2 separate regions of the Mus musculus genome follow, and region 2 is linked to region 1. Evidence: chromatin contacts called from public promoter capture Hi-C data. All regions are on one chromosome and are shown on one strand. Each heading gives the region's core, a stretch centred on a gene start, on an enhancer-like site or on the middle of the called end of the contact. The rest is flanking DNA. Distances are from core to core; before and after follow the strand shown. Region 1 holds the start of 4930578M01Rik (RIKEN cDNA 4930578M01 gene). Region 2 holds the start of Dip2b (disco interacting protein 2 homolog B).

Evidence for each region. Promoter capture Hi-C pulls out the DNA fragments that hold promoters and counts their contacts.
Region 2: a promoter capture Hi-C map of liver shows a contact between it and region 1, with 5 times the contacts expected there. The contact joins the promoter of Dip2b here to the promoter of 4930578M01Rik in region 1.

The regions. Positions count from the first base shown.
Region 1 is chr15:98,983,372-98,988,734 of GRCm38.p6, forward strand. It overlaps 4930578M01Rik (RIKEN cDNA 4930578M01 gene), which reads left to right and starts at 2,594. Exons shown (of 4, transcript NR_045991.1): 1 at 2,594-2,715; 2 at 4,386-4,459; 3 at 4,606-4,774.
Region 2 is chr15:100,036,067-100,041,429 of GRCm38.p6, forward strand. It overlaps Dip2b (disco interacting protein 2 homolog B), which reads left to right and starts at 2,598. Exons shown (of 38, transcript NM_001159361.2): 1 at 2,598-2,843. The coding sequence starts at 2,744.

The DNA of each region.
Region 1 (5,363 bases), core at 1,344-3,843:
GCGATCAGTTTCTCAGTATTGAGGATAAGAAAACTCAGACTGTCAGGAGCTTTTACAGAAAGAGCCAGAGACGAAGGAAGGCAAGGAACAGATTGGAAGCTGCTGGTATGTTTTTCTGTCATCTGTTGACTAGGACGAGGGGCTCTGCTCCCAGCGGCACAGTGATAAGGTCAGCCCCAACTCTTCTCTGTGTGCTTGGCAACAGCCAGTCAAGCCAGAGAGCAATCTGCCAAATCTAATTAGAGTAGAAGAAAGCGAACAATGGGTGCCCGGCTCTGAGCTGACAGCCCCGGTTAAGGATGGGAGGACCTCAGGGGGATGTGGTTCGTGTGCTTGGGGACAGTCCTTCAGCTCAAACCTTGCCTTCACTCAGAGTGTAAAACGTCTCTCCCTGGATTCTTATCTACTGCACCGCAAATCTTCAGGTCTCTTCGCTTTTTAAAATTCACGCACATCCAACAAAGGCCTGAGAGAGCTCCGGTTTGTTCCGCAGGTGAGGTTGAAACAGAAGAAGGTTACGTCATGTGTAACCTTGGACGTGGCGCTGTGTGTCTGCTGATCACCAAGGGGCTTTGTGTGTGCTGTTGACCATAGGGGTGTGTGCATGCTCTTATTGCTGTTAATGTTATGAGTGGGCTCTCACTTCTTCTCTTGTATTAAGTTATACCAGTGACACTAGCATTTCTCTATCTTTGAAATCCTCTTTATACAAGGCTTATGGGTTTCATTACTGAAATTTCACAAGCGTCTTAAGTTTTATTGGGGTCGTAAATAAACACGCTGTAAGATGCAAAACTATTTACGTTTTTGATTTGTACTTTTTTTTTGGTTTTTGGTTTGTTGTTTTTTTGAGGTTTTTGAGACAGGGTTTCTCTGTGTAGCCCTGGCTGTCCTGGAACTCACTCTATAGATCAGGCTGGCCTCGAACTCAGAAATCTGCCTGCCCCTGGCGTGTGCCACCACGCCCGGCTGATTTGTACTTTAAATGGCCTCTCTGATCTGGGTGATTGGTCTCTCACATCAAAAATTTGACTTCTCAAAAAAAAAAAAAAAATTGAATGTCTCAGGGAAGAGAGATGTATTATTTTTTAAATCCGGTAAAATATATTTCTTAAAATTAATAGATGAACCATACTATTAATGCTTAGAAAGATACATTTGCACAATGTAAAGCTTCAAATCCATGAAGCCTGTCTGTCAAGCTATTATACCAAATTTCCAAGGCTTTATTCGTTTAATTTGGCGTTGATGTAGGCCATTAGTAATGAACAACAAAAGTTCTCAGAGAGGGACATTTAATTATCTTAAAGATAAAGTTAGAGATCAGGTGAAGTGGGAGGGCTGGGGCCCACATGTCCCTGTGGCCTGAGTTATTGTCCATTTATTCTCTCATTTAATCCTCACACCACTCTCTGGAGCCTGTCTCTTTCTAGCCTCTCCTCTTGGTAGATAAGGAAATTAGTCCAACAACACAAAGAAACACAGCCGATACCTCCCCTCCCCCGCCCAGGCTGGTCCAGTTCCGAGAGCCACAATGTGAGAACCTTTTTGGTAGAAGTAAGAAATATTAAATATTGAAAACCATCGAATTCACGATGAGAGGTTAAGCCGACATCTGTCTGTCTCTATGGACACAGACCAGTGGCTTTAGCCTAGTGTGTTCCTGCCACAACCTTTACAGCAAGGGGGTAATCTTTTATTTTCTTTTTCTTTTTTTTAAATGTTTATTAGATTTATTTATTCTGATCTTTTATTTTCTGACAACGTCTCTGCCCCCGCCCAGTTCTTCTTTCTCTTACATACCCATTATGTTAATAAACTATCTTATAAAATGTCACTACTCTGTCACTTTAAGCCAGGCCCCGGTCCAGAGAGCCAATGTTACCAACATTTCTCCTTCGGTCTTCACGGATGTATGTGTATAAGTGTGTCATTTGTTTTGTGTGACTTTTAGAAACAGGAACCGCGCCATGCTGTATTTTCTGTTTGACTTGTCTGTCCTTTTCCTCTCTGTGCCCTGTGGAGCTCCTTTTAAACGTTTCTGCCTCTTCCTCCCAGCTGATGCGGCTAGCATCAGAACCTTTCCCTTGTTTTCACTCAGCTCTTGAAATGACTTCATGGCACAAGCCAACATCTAACTGGGTTTGTATTCACGGGGCGGGTTGAAACAGGCACACGCGTTATGGCTGACTGGAGTGTTACTAACAACACAGAGGAACTAGAGAAGCAGGCGGCCCATAGCAGCACGGTAAGCGCAGAGACCCAGCGCAGGCGCGCTGTGTTCTCACCGTTTATCGTTAGCCCCCTGCCTCCGGGTGGTTAACCCCCACTCTCCAGTCCTTTATTCCTTACACCTGAGGTATTAGTGGCCGACTCACAAAGGCGATGTTGTAAACACGAAGTGAGGTAGCCCAGGGAACGAATCGCAAACCTGGTGTACTGAGCGCTTTCACTTCTGGGATGGTCTTTCAGAGGAAGCACGTCACTGTGGCTCGAGGGAGGGTGGTTAAGGAATGGAGCTATGGGTGTGGTTGGTAGCCTGGAAAGTCCCGGAGGATGGACACGGGGATGCACAGCTGTGACCCAAACCCTTGGGAGACTGAAGAAGCCAGTCTGTCCCACACCGGGAGACTCTGTCCAAAACAAAACAGAAACAACAGTAACAAAACTGGAGAATGCCAGCCGGGAAGACTGTTGATTAGCGGTGTTTCTTGTGTGAGTGAGCTTTGTCACATATAAAATAGGGTGATAGCCAGGGCTATACAGAAAAACCAAAAAAAAAAAAAAAAAGGGTGATAGTGACATCTGGTCTTTTCCAAGTGCAGCCCCCTTTAACCCTCACAGCCGCACCTGTGACGCGGCCTGAGTTTCTTTCTTTCTTTTTTTAATTTATATATTTTATTTATATGAGTACACTGTAGCTGTCTTCAGAAACACCAGGTCCCTTTACAGATGGTTGTGAGCCACCATGTGGTTGCTGGGATTTGAAATCAGGTCCTCTGGAAGAGCAGTCAGTGCTCTCAACCGCTGAGCCATCTCTCCAGCCCCGCAGCCTGAGTTTCTAAATGAGATAATCTATGACTGGAAAGCACTTAGGGTATTTTTGGAGTAAATGATGTTGCGTTATTGTACTGTGCCGATGGTGTGGCCTAAACTTGGCATGAGCTCACATTCGCTGTCTCTTTAATGCTTTTCTTAGTTGCTTTATTTCTTTTGAGACCTTCAAGGATGGGGGTGGGGGTGGGGGTGGGAGCTGTCTTTGAACTCCTGAACCTCCTGCTTCTGCCTCCTGAGTGCTGGGATTACCATCGTGTGCCAGAGCATCTAGCTAATACTCATGAACTCCATGGATATCTGCTGCATGTCTAAAGCCTCGACGTATGTGTGGAAAATATGAAGTGCAAAACAGATCTTGTCCCCAAAAGCGCTTATGATTTTTAAATCGAGGTTCTTTAAAATATGAGGTAACATATTTTGGGAACTTCGAACCCCGAGATTAAAAGCTTTGCTAATGCCCACTGTAGGGGTAGCTGCCATCAACCAACACAAGGCAGAATTATGAATATTCACAATTTGTGAATATTAATATTTTTTTCAAATATTATGAAAAATTTTATCAACTTTTTTTTTTAAACTTACAAACGTAAAGATAAGCCGGTGACATCTGCTTATTTGTTCTAGCTGAGCCTCGAATGTGAAAGGGAGCCTTTGAAGGGTCTCCAGGAGGGCTAACCAGGCTGGTCTCAGGGCTGTCTGAGGGCTGGGGCAGCTGCGGGCAGCCAGTCTCCTGCTGTGTAGCTCTCACAGAAGCACACAAATATTCCATTGTTCTAAACACAATACAAGCGGATACTTAGCGGGCAGATGAAATTTAGTAGGAACCAAAACACACACGAGCAATGAGCAGTACTAGACATGAAACAAGCCTGATTTGGGGGCAGTTTCCAACAAATAAGCCTGTGTTGTTTCTAAAATGTCCGCCTATCCCTCCTGGCTCAGAGAGCTTTCTCTAACCCACAGAACCTGATTTTAGGGTGTGTGTGTGTGAACTCATCCCAACCAGTCCCAAACTGAAATTCCAATTCCACAAGAAGACAACTTCAGCTGTCAAGAGCTGAAGCCACATGTGACTTCTGGTCTGAAAATCAGTCAGACAGCAGATGGGCCAAGTGTTTGTGGAATGTGACAAGGCTCGAGGCCTGAGCCAAGCCCCTTCGCCTTAATTCCAGGCTTAGCTCAGAGAAGAGCAGTTTGGAATGCTTTTCTTTTAAAGGGACAACGTTAAAATATCCTTTTGGTTTTGTGTGTTATTTATGGACTTGAGGCATTAGGGATTGAATTCGGGGAGGCACACACACATTTTTTTCTTCTTGTTTTGTTGACAGGGTTTTTACCTTGTAGCCAGGGTGCCCTGGAACATGACAGCCTCCTCCTTTGGCCACCAGAGTGCTAGGGACAGGTATGTCTCACCATGCCCAAGTCAGATTACTTTTCTAAGAAAACCAACTAGTAAGTAGCGTGAAAAGGGAGTGTTGCTAAGAAAGCCCCTTTTCACGGTGACGAGATTTCTCCTCCTCCTTCCCTTCTCCTTCTCTCCAACCTCAGCCTGCAAGAGCGTTTCTTGGCGTAGCCCTGGCATTCTTGATTCCTGGCCTTTGCCTCCTGACACTGAAGAAATTTCTTAGCAGACAAATGTCTCTGATGGTGTGTGAGAGGTTAAGTCTCTGCTACCTGCGGACTGAGCCAATTCAAGCCAGATTATATTATACTAAAGGCAAGTTTATGAGGGCGAGCTCACTGAGGCCAAGGGAGTTAACATGGGGAGAGAAGGAGGGAGAAAGGGAGAGGGGGAAAGGGGAGGGGGAGAGAGAGAGAAAGAGAGCCCAAAATCTCTGAATTATATAGGAAAGAGCCTCTGGGGGAAGGGCAGCCCAAGCCCTGGGCTGAAGGGTTCAGGGTTGGGGGCAGGGTATGCCAGGTAGGGACTGAGGGATGCTGGCAGAGTCTGGAGGCCAGCTTGCTTTGATGTGTAAAATTTGCAGCTCAGTGCCTTGTCCCTGGGTCTGAAACTGAACAGTGTGTAGTTGGTCGGACACTAGCAACACCACTACTATAAGGCGCTTAGTTAGGTTCATGAAGTCAGGCCATTGCCCCTTATATTGCAAAGAGCTGGTCAAGGAGATCAGGGGAAAGAGATTTAATGATAGCTTGGCTAAGACAGAGTTCTCTCCTCACCCGCCATTACAGGTTAGCAGAAAAGATGCCTCGAAAGCCAAGAAAAGCGAGCGTGTACTATAACCTTGAGAACGTTAACCAGCGTCTTCCTGAGGTGCAGGTTTGGGCCTTGATTATCCCATTTGTCT
Region 2 (5,363 bases), core at 1,348-3,847, 1.1 Mb after region 1:
GCCACCATGTGGTTGCTGGGATTTGAACTCCGGACCTTCGGAAGAGCAGTCAGGTGCTCTTACCCACTGAGCCATCTCACCAGCCCGAGCTAGCTCATTTCTTAACAGTGGTTTTTAAATATATATATATATTTATTTATTTAATGTGTGTACACGTGTGTGTGTGTGTGCGTGTGTGTGTGGAGGTCAGAAGTTCATTTTTGGGTGTCAGTCTTTTCTTTCTACCATGTGGATTCCAGGCACTGAACACAGGCTGTCCGTCAGACTAGAAACCCACTGAGCCATCTTGCTGTTTGGATCTCATTTCTTGATGGAAGGTGTCATGAATTAATAGTCTTTTTTTCATTAGTATTTTTAAAGATGTATTTATTTTATTTATATGCATGCACTGTAGCTGTCTTCAGACACACCACAAGAGGGCATAGGATCCTATTACAGATGGTTGTGAGCCACCATGTGGTTGCTGGGGATTGAACTCAGGACCTCTGGAAGAACAGCCAGTGCTCTTAACTGCGGAGCCATCTCTCCAGCCCCCAAATCATTAAGTAGTCTTAAACTAAACCGAGATGAGACAACTCCAGAGTAAGAGTACTTCCTCAAGGCCTCACTACAGATTCCTGCAAGTTCTTCTCTGATTTCCACATGGGCATTCTCTCTCTCTCTCTCTCTCTCACACACACACACACACACACCCATACACTAAATAAATTCATACATAAATAATACTAGGTGCAATTGAACAAATTGGTGGATCTTGGGGCTTCCGGAATGTCATGGAGTCAAGAACTTTACATGGGATTACATCCGTAGCACTCATTAGCTCAGTTCAGAGGTAATCTCAACGTCTTGCCCCTAAGCAGCTTTGAGCTCACGCTTCTTTCCCTCCCTCCCTCCTTCTTTCCTTTATGGTGGCTTTGAGATAACATCTCTCTATGAGTCCTGGCCCGCCTAGAACTCGAGACAGAGCAGACTGATTTTGAATTTAGCTCCTCAGTTTATGTAATGTTGGGGATTGACTCCTGGGCTCCCTGCTTCTAACATCCCCAGCTTCCATTTTGGAGCACCTTGGAAAGAAAGAGACACTAGGATCCCCTCAGGCTGTGTGTGCCACCCCCCCCCCCCCCATGCACACAGTGGGGAAAAAAATCATAAATCAGTTGTCTCCCTGTGACAAAATTTCAATACTAAACACAAAAGTTACAATGTAAAATAAAGATCTTAATAGTTTTTGGTAAGAATACAGGAATGTAAAATTTGAAATGTAAATAAAGAAAATAATAATAATAAAAGAGGGGAAAAAGAATACAGGGATTTTTTTTTTTTGGCCTTCCTTATATATACTAAACTAGAATGAGTACTTTTGGACTACATATAGGTTACATACTGAGGTGGCTAAAAAAAAAAAAAAAAAAGCTATCCCCAACTCCCCATCAAGCTAGGGCACGTCTTTGATTCCAACACTCAGCAAGGAGGCAGATGAAAGTGGATCTTTGTCCTTTGTCGGTTGAGTAGAGAGTTCCAGGTCAGGCAAGACTGCATAAAGAGATGTCTTTCTTTCTTTCTTTCTTTCTTCTTCTTCTTCTTCTTCTTCTTCTTCTTCTTCTTCTTCTTCTTCTTCTTCTTCTTCTTCTTCTTCTTCTTCTTCTTCCTCCTCCTCCTCCTCCTCCTCCTCCTCCTCTTCTTCCCCTTCCCCTTCCTCTTCCCCTTCCTCTTCCTCTTCCTCTTCCTCTCCTCCCCCTCCCCTCTCCGTTCCTCGCTCCTCCAGACAGGGTCTTAACTGTGTAGCCCTGGCTGAATAGGAATTCACTATGTAGACCAGGCTGGCCTCAAACTCAGAGATTAGCCTGCTTCTGCCTCTTGTGTGCTGGGATAAAAGGCGTGCACCATTATACCGAATGCGGTGTATGTAGCCGTGTGTGTAGAGGTCTGCAGAGGTCCTCAAGCTGGCATTAGACGCCCAGTGCTGAGAACTGAGCTTAGGCCTTCTGCAGAAGCAGCCAGCGATTGTAACAATGAAACCATGTCCCCAACCCCTATTCCCACAGAAGTTCTTTTTATAAGTCTTTAGGAGTCAAGGCAAGATGAAGCAAGTTCGACTGTGATCTTTTTTCTTGTGTTTTGAGACAGGTCTCATGTAGCCCAGGCTGGCTCTCACTGAGGAGAGAATGACCTTGAACTTCAGATCCTCCGGTTTCCACCTCCTGAGTGCTGGGATTACAAGAAGCACCGAAAAAGAAATCAAAGAGTTGTTGGCAGGCATAATCCAGAATCTGGGGTAGATGAAGGATGTGGCCTGTAGGCAGGTCCATCAGGGAAAATGGGGGAAAAGACATGACAGATGCATGCTCTCCCGAGTGAGAGGGACTGGAAGAAGTAAGGGCAACGTCCCGGAGTCCTCTTGCTTGAGAGTTTGTGGAAGGTAGGCGTCATATGCAGCAGGTGCCGCATCTTCCCAAGGAGAGCAGAGCAGGCGACGGCAGCCTGCGCTCTCCAAGATCCGCGGTAGAGGGCGCTGTAGCCACGCCCGTCCTGCGTCTCCGGGGCGGGACGAGCTCCAGGCCGGGGGGCGGGGCCGCACGCTCACGTGACCCTCGCTCATGGCGGCGGCGGCGGCGGCGGCAGCGGCAGCGCCGGCGGCTCTCGGCGGCTGGAGCCGGATCCTGTAGCCGGGGTGTGGGCCCGCGTCAGTCCGTCCCTCCTTCGGCCCCCTCTCGTCTTCCGGAGTGTGGCTGGCGCAGCCGCGATGGCGGAGCGAGGCCTGGAGCCGTCGCCGGCCGCGGTGGCCGCGCTGCCCCCCGAGGTGCGGGCGCAGCTGGCTGAGCTGGAGCTGGAGCTGTCTGAGGGTAGGCGAGCGCGCGGCGGGCCGGGCGAGCGGGCGAGCGGGCGGCGGCCTGTGGGCGGCTGGGCTGGCGGGGCTCGCCGCTCCCCACCCGCGAAGCGCGGCTGGGCTTTCATTGTTGTCCCTGGGGGGCCCCGCAGGACCCGGGGACGGGTCAGCTGGAGACAAAGCTGCGCCCTCCGGCTGACACCTTGCCCCTCTGCTGCCTTGCTCCCGAAGGGCCGCTCGCCTGTCCCCTCGCTCCGGCTTCAGAACGAGGCGCAGGGGGACGCCGCAGCTGCACGTCTTCCTGCTTCTCTAACAATGCGAGGTGCCTCACCAGTGACAGGCGTGAGAAAGGAGCGGGGGAGCCATTGAGGGTCCGAGGGAGGTCGGAAGCGGTGGCGCTAACCCAGAGACCCCCCGATCCGCTGCCTCTAGACCGCCTCTGTCCTTGGGAGCAGCAGGCTTTTCTTGCCACCTGCATTCAGTCTAGGTTTTCCTATCTGGTCACCTTTTGGAGTCTTTGTAGAGGTGGCTACCGGGTACATGCAAATCCTGGCCGGCACCCTCTTTCTTTTGACAATGGATTGGTACAGGGAGGGTTGGGTTTGTGTAGATAATTTCAAACATGGACTAAATCTGGGCTCTGTTACAAGAGAAGTGCCTTGGATAACAATGAGGACCTCAATGCCGGCTGTGGGCATGTGGTCAGGCGAATGTGCTGTGGAGATCAGCTTCTCTGTAAAGTTCCTGTTTTTATCGCAGGCGGCCTCTGAACAAAAGCAGCATTTTCTCCGCGCTTGGTTTCCGTACACTTCGCTGATGTCTCCAGAGTTGCATATTGTTGAATTCCTTGCCAAAGACCCTCCCCAGTATTTTTCAAGTTCACTAAAAACTGTTGATTGGAAAAGAGTAAGGAATGTGATCAAGTTCCCAGGAGCGTTCTAGTTCCGACTTTTTGTTAACTTGTCACGACACTGGGCTTTTTCAAACCTTTTTGAGAATCACTTATAGTGAAAAGCCAGAAGTGCGTTTGAGTGTCACAGATCTTACTCGATTGAAGGAAATAATTAATTTTAATAACCCTTTAAGGCTTTCCCAATGTGTAGGGTGGTGATCTTTTCACCTGCATGCAATTATCAACATATTACTTTTCAATTAATCAGTGGGGAAGCGTTTAGGAAGATAGGAAACCTTTGGGTTGCTTGCCCGGTGATACCTTTGGTTACAATATTTACCAGATTTAAAAAAAAAAAAACATTTGAAGTAGTTTATTAAAATATATTTCCCTTAAGGTTTTGTTTTTTTCTTGTCATCTTCTTGTGAAAGTGTTGCCACCGAGTGTGACGAATTCCATTCAGATCTTTTAAAACAGTTCTGTATTTACTTTCAGTAACAAATCAGCTATAGCTTTCATTAGCCAGAATGGGAGGTTTCCCTGGATGTTTGCATGAGGGGGAGATTAAAAATAGGACCTGATTGCTTTCACCGGGAAAGGGAAATCCTGGGTGCTCCCCTTGGTATGGATCTGCTCCACACGATTATTGTTTACAGCTCTTGGTGTTTCTAGACATCTTTGGAAGGCTCTTTCTAGGTTCCACTACTGACTAGCTCACCCTACTCCCTGAAAAGGTGTGAAAGTCTTAGAAACTGGGAATGCCAGGGTTTAAATGTTTTGTTTTTTTTTAAGGACCAGTGAATTGGTTATTCTTCCACGCAGGATACTTTGATTGGCACACGACTTAGTTTAAATTTCTCTCTTAAGGATTTGTACTGCATTGTCCTGCATCTTATGTCTTTGCACTCTAGAAGAAAATAGCAGTTGAGGAACCTTGAGCCTGCAGTGTCAGCGTATTGGCCATCTGTCTGTCCTGCTTCAAGTACACAGATGGTTGGTTAGAGATGTAGGAAGATGCTATCCAGAGTTCAAGTTATAAAAATAAATCAGGGATCCCCAGATCTGTGGTAGTGTTTGTGACATCTGCAGCATATTTTGAACTAATCTCGTTCCCTTTTTTTTTTAATGTTTTCTTCATAATTACTGTTCTGACAGAAAAACTTTGCCTCGCCCCCTCCCCCACTCAAGCCTTTGTCCCGACTTGCTGACGTTGGTGAGTTCCTTCTTTCCGTTGCTGGTTTTTGTAGGTTCAGGCTCTACTCGGTTCTAAAGATAGGGAGAGTCTGAGCAAAGGACTGTTAGAGCATTTTCTTTGTGCGTGTGTTCTGCTGCAGGCTTTGGTCACAGATCAGCCGCTCTGCTGAGATGCAGGTCCCTGCCTCCTCTGGGTTGTTTGCCGCAGAGCACGGTGCAGAGCCCTGTGTGGTGGGTCTGCTGGTACAGGCTGCTCACCGTGGACCTCTTCTGCCCTGACAGCCTGGAACTGTCTGGGGAACCATTTAGAAAATGAACTTACACGTTAATTTCTTGATAGATGAGTTGGATAGGGTTCTTATCTTAGTCTCTGTTTATTTTCTCAGGAGCTTCACGTGCCATCTGCCACCCCACAGTGTAGTGGGGCTCATTGAGAATTGTTTCCTTTAA